2 separate regions of the Anas platyrhynchos genome follow, and region 1 is linked to region 2. The links are chromatin contacts, called in public Hi-C maps. All regions are on one chromosome and are shown on one strand. Each heading gives the region's core, a stretch centred on a gene start, on an enhancer-like site or on the middle of the called end of the contact. The rest is flanking DNA. Distances are from core to core; before and after follow the strand shown.

What was found. A called contact is a pair of places that touch in the nucleus more often than the background predicts.
Region 1: a contact with region 2 is called in a Hi-C map of liver, with 3 times the contacts expected there. The contact joins two enhancer-like sites. A contact is called at or near these places in 3 of 8 Hi-C or Micro-C datasets (liver, skeletal muscle and subcutaneous adipose tissue).

What each region holds. Positions count from the first base shown.
Region 1 is chr2:155,342,260-155,344,959 of IASCAAS_PekinDuck_T2T, reverse strand. No RefSeq gene overlaps it. Among named protein-coding and RNA genes, the nearest start is that of MINDY4, 16 kb to the left of the region's middle. Within about 2 kb of position 1,334, at least 2 of the 8 cell types and tissues checked have an H3K27ac peak or open chromatin away from gene starts, as enhancers often do.
Region 2 is chr2:154,995,131-154,997,830 of IASCAAS_PekinDuck_T2T, reverse strand. GARS1 (glycyl-tRNA synthetase 1) reads right to left here. Exons shown (of 17, transcript XM_072033874.1): 14 at 1,710-1,819; 15 at 532-625. Among named protein-coding and RNA genes, the nearest start is that of GARS1, 23 kb to the right of the region's middle. Within about 2 kb of position 1,295, at least 1 of the 8 cell types and tissues checked has an H3K27ac peak or open chromatin away from gene starts, as enhancers often do.

The DNA of each region.
Region 1 (2,700 bases), core at 85-2,584, 350 kb before region 2:
TTTTGTTTTTGTTTTTGTTTTTTTTTCTCAGCACTGAGCAAACTGCAGAAGGTTTCTCAGCCGTCCTTGAAAACCTCAGTAGTATTCAAAGGCTTGTTTTGTACTTTTCAAAGACTCGAAGCCTCCTTCCTTTCCTTCTCTCCCACAGTTTGCAGCCCACAGCTCACTTCTTTTAAATGCGATGTGTATTTCATCCCACTCCTCTTGATATTTGCCATCTTCCTGTTTGAGGGCAGACTGAAGAGAGTTGCTTTGCGGCAAGAATTAGAGAGATGTGGCTGAATGCAGGCTGTATTCATGCAAATTCATGTCATTTTCTAGAAAACCAGGTCACGAATGAATTGGGAATTTCTTATAAATCCCACATGAAATGCTTCTGATTTTTAGCTATGGCTTTTCTTTCCTCATCTTTCTTCTGTCTTGTACCTTGTGCTGACAAACTAGAGAAAAATCTCAACAATAAAAATTTGCTAGGGATTTTCCATAATAAATTTTCCAATGCTTATAGTTAGCAAAGTAAACAGTAATTACTGCTTTGACCTTAATTGATGAATTGGCTTTAAAATGCACATTAAAACATGTATGTTCAATTTGTTACCAAATGGGACATCCAAATGAGTAAACATTTCTAAATACTAAGCACAGAAATCATAATTTCAGCAATGAAGCTATGGTTATAATATATATATATAATTAAAATATATATATATATAATTAAAAATATTTATGAAGGATTTTCTAATGCCTCACTGCAGTTTTACTTTAAAACACTAGGGTATGCTCATGTTTCATAGTTTCTATTTTTCCAGAAGCTTGAGTGTTGAGCCTCCTCATGGTCTGCTACACAGAAATAAAAGAAACTTTAAATAAAATGCTGCCTTTTACTCCATATTGTCCCAATTTTCATTGGTTAAGTGAAGCTGAAGTGTAATTAAATATTGGACTTAAATAATTTTCTCAATAAGGAATTAGCAAAGCTGTAATTTTTGCAGATCCTCACGCACTAAACTAAACTTTTTGTTTGTTCGAGTATTGGTTGGTTGGTTTTGTTTTTTGTTTGTTTGTTTTTGTTTTTGTTTTGTTTTGCTTTGCTTTGCTTTTGACATTTCCAGGTGGTTTTGAAGTCATTTCACACAGGATTTTATTTTTTTTTCCCAGACAGTGGTATAGGAATTTTAGTGTAATGTTAGAATTTTTATCATGCATTTTTCGAATATTTTCACTGTCATAGTGGTCCCAACTATTCTAAATTTCCGTTGTGGTATTCTGGAGCATTTGGGTAAATGAACCACAAGCAGTAGTAGCATTTCCGTTCCTTGATTGGATGAGCAGTTCTGGCATGAATAACATACTTGTGTGTGTACAGATATAGTCTTTGGAGTCTCAAATATGCACCCATGAGATCTTGAAACTAATTTCTTATGAGTATTTCTGCTAAAAAAGGAATGTTTGGGTATTTGCTGAGACTCAATGCAAAAGGATCTGGCTGTTCTGAGTTCCTGCAGGAATTCAAGCCTAGTTACATTCGTTACACTGTAATTTGAATCAGTTCCAGTCCAGCAGTTTATAAAGTTGTTTGGGTTTTGTACTCAAACTGAAAAATTAAGTTTATTGAGATCTGCAGAAACTACACAATAACTGAAAATGGTTGATGATTTCATTGGAAAACAAGGCTGAAATTGGTCATACTTTTTCAGGCTTATACTTCCAGTCGTGTACGTGCGTATGTTGAGAACAATCATCAGTGGCCGCAGTCCTAGGTATTTCCCCAGTCCTCAGCATTGCCACCATCAGATACAAGGCAGCAGACCTCAGTTCGATTGCCTGTCTCATGTCTTAACAACAGCTCTGATTGTGGGAAATCCATCCATGCCTAAAAAAGCTTTGAAAAAAAGGCTCAACAGGAGTAAGCCCATGAATGGTGTCTGGAGTAACAGAACAAGCACAGAGACTTAGGGGAAGAAACACATTATAGCTCATCTGTATCTCATGTACCTGGTTCATGCAGGCTTTGCTACACAAGTGAGCCTCAAGAAGAGATGCTTTTAGATTTTACCAAAGACTTTCTGCACCTTTTAAATCAGACCGAGAGAGAAAGTCTTGTGGCTCTTAAGCTTTTAATGACAGGGACCTCACATAAGTGCTCTATAAGCTCAAGAGGCCACAGCACAACACAGCATACTTGCATACAAAGAGGTGTTTATAGTCTTTTTATTTGGTCCTGTTGTTTGTGGATGTTCTCAGACTTTAATACTTTATTTATTGAGACCTAAGCCATTCTTATATTTATTCATGAGTAGTTATCTATTTACTCCAGCATGGAGAAGAGGCTATAAGGTTACAGTTGTTTCTAACATCTCTCTGAATATCAGTTCTTTTGATTGCTCTGCTTTTCAGGACATTTGGTTCACTCTAACAATGATGTTCCTGTGTTGAACAACTGTTCTCGTTACAGTTATTACAATAATGTCTAATTGTTATAGCCTCTGCTTCCCCTAGCATTTGTCTAGATGTGTTGGGAGGCTTTGTCTGTGCTACAGAATTGTTTAAGGAAAACCTCCATAGATTGGCATTGGGTTGGAAAGGTGCGGTAGGGGTTAAACAAGTGATTAAAACAAGAACATTCAATTGCCATTGTGCACAATGCAATTCAGGAAATCATGGGGGAAATAAAAAAGATTTTTAATTGAGATTCTTTAG
Region 2 (2,700 bases), core at 46-2,545:
ACGTGTGCTTGGCACGAGGAGACCAGGTCCCAGGCAGAGCCTGATGCAGACAGCAAAAGGCCCTGTCTGACAGGCAGCCTGTGCTCCTGTCCTTCAGGGACTCGCTTTTAGATGATACGAGTGGCAATTGTGATAGAGTGCACTGCAGATCAAGGATTGATTTCAAAAATTAGCTGGCCGACCAGAGCCAAGGAAGTAATTTGGCTCAAAAAACTAATACACAAAGCGCTGCTTCGGAAGGCTTTGCCCAGGCAGTGGGAAAGATTCCTTTTTGACACCATAGGAAAAAAAAGAAATGATTTTTACAGTGTAAACCAACACATGGAAGGGCAGGGAGTTCACTTCTTGAGGCTGGACTGTGAAGTCTAGCAGACACCCAATGCTAACTGATCCCAACCATTTTAGTTCATCAACTCTCCCTTTGCACCTGTGAGAGCCACATGATCCCAAAGCTATTTTTTCCCCTGTGCTACTGAGGAAGAAGCCTCTCTTCCCAGTGCACATCACGTTGGACCCCCAGTTTTCACTTACATAATTCCTTGACAAACGGCATGAATTCCTGATTCTGGCTTAGAGGAAGAACAGAGCACTTGAACGGTGCTACAACAGCTGGGAAGCTGAAGAACTGAGGAAAAAATAGAAAAAGCACAAATAAATAAGAGTTTAACCATTAGAGCAGATTCTTAGGAGGTAAGAATAAACTCTGACTGAGGCTAGAGGCAGGGTGACTGTTCCAGGGGAGCAGATGTTCTCCTGTAAACTGTTTCAGGGTTCCAGCAGGAACACCTCACACACCTGGAGAAAGACTGAGTTCCTCCAGCTGTGCTCCAACCCCTCTTCCCTCCTGACATCCAACTCTTACCTCCAACCAGAGGTCTACAAGAGCTCTCCCTAAGAAAGAGATCCCCATTTGAATTACAGGAAAATGAAAGGTAGAAGAGTTTTTCCAGGATATTTAATCTTATGTACAGTCTAATGGGAAGGAGTTTTTCCAATCATCTCCCTCCCTGTTTAATTCCCACAGGGGCTTTGCATACGCAAGGAATAAAAGCAGCTCAAAGACGCCCAGAACCCTCCACAGACACCCTTAGAAGCAAACAAGAAAAGGAGCCCAACGGGGAAAAAAACCATTCCCTGTCCCTTACAGGTCTTGTGGACTGTAATGTGAACTAGACATAGAGCAGCCCAGGCTCCATAGAAAGTAAAGAGGTACTGGAAAGGAGAGAAGGTACAGTCCAATATCCTAGATCTCATGAGTAGTTTGTGATTCGGAGTCTGCTGTGGCCTCACTCTGAGCTCCTAAATCCAGAATTACACAAGGCTGCGTTTCAGGGAGGGCTGAGGGAACAAGTCTGCTGTCCCTCTTGCTGCACAGAAGCACGATTCCAGGAAAAGCAGCAAAGAGAGGGAAAATAAAAACACTGAGGAGGTGCCTTTCTCTAAGTGATGGGACAGCGCCAACCAAGCACGAATCAAGAAAGAATTCCTCACCCCCTTGCCAGTAATACAGTGAGAGCCTCACACACACAGCCCCAAAATGCTGTTGGTGCATGTGTATGACACGTACGCTGGCAAAAACAGCAACTTAACAGCCCACTTGGGTTTTCCTCATCTCCTCTGTGTATTATGCAGTCTTATTTTAGGATGTTAGGGGAAGGCAAATGCCTGCAGCTGGCGTTAAGCTGAGGCCCAGCAGCAGGAAAGCTCACCGTTCTCTGCTCGTCTCCTTCCCGAATGCGGAACGTGTGTTCAAACACCGTGTACATGATCCTCCCAATACCAAATGAGGGCTCGATTACATTTGGGATGATTTCTTCCACTGAAATACAACAGAACGAACATCATCATGAAAGAATTTACACAGAAGAAGTGTTTACTGCAGCTGCCTTTCTGCTTGTAAGTTCTGATTATACATAGCTGAGCACATGAAAATAAAAGGTTAAACATTCCTGCTCTAAATACACATACCTGAACGAAAAAATTTGGACTTAATCCACGTCCAGAATGTATTTAGGCTGTAAATAACAAGTCAGGGCCCCTTCCCTGGCCCTAAGAGCAAACAGCACAGCTCACATCCACGCAGATAAAACCTCTTCCACTTCATGACAGCAAGGCCTTCCCCAAACAGTCCTCGCCCAATGCCAGGCCACAAATTATGTCCAGATTACTCTATGGCATGGACCAGAACTGTGCCCAAGGATATGCTAACAATTACACAGCCTGGATGATGGCAGGGTAAAGCTTAAGCTCTGGTCCACTTCAGTTTACTGTTTCAGCACAGCTTCAGGAACCAGGAGCCTGAGAAGAGAAGCACGGAGCTTCAGATCTGACTCAAATTCCTCTGTGTTCCTGCCTCATTCAGCTGCCTGCTTCAACGTTTTTCTGCTCCCTGTTCTTCTCCCCAACAGCGTGTCAAAAGGAGGGAGGGGAGAATGAGGATTAACTACTTAGTGTTTGCAAAAAGTTCTCAGATGTGATGTGCTGTACTTTATTATATACCTGTCATTCTTCCCTGTCCTCGCCACACATCTGTCAAAGAAGCTTCTTCCTCCTTCTCCCTTCTGAGCATGAAAGGAGCTCAGTGGGCAGCTGCACTGCTCAGACAGGGCAGCTTTTTAGAAAAAGCTCAGATGTAGCAACTGGAGAAGAAACAATGACTACAGGCACTGGCTGCTTTAGAAAAATTAAGGGTGGAATCCA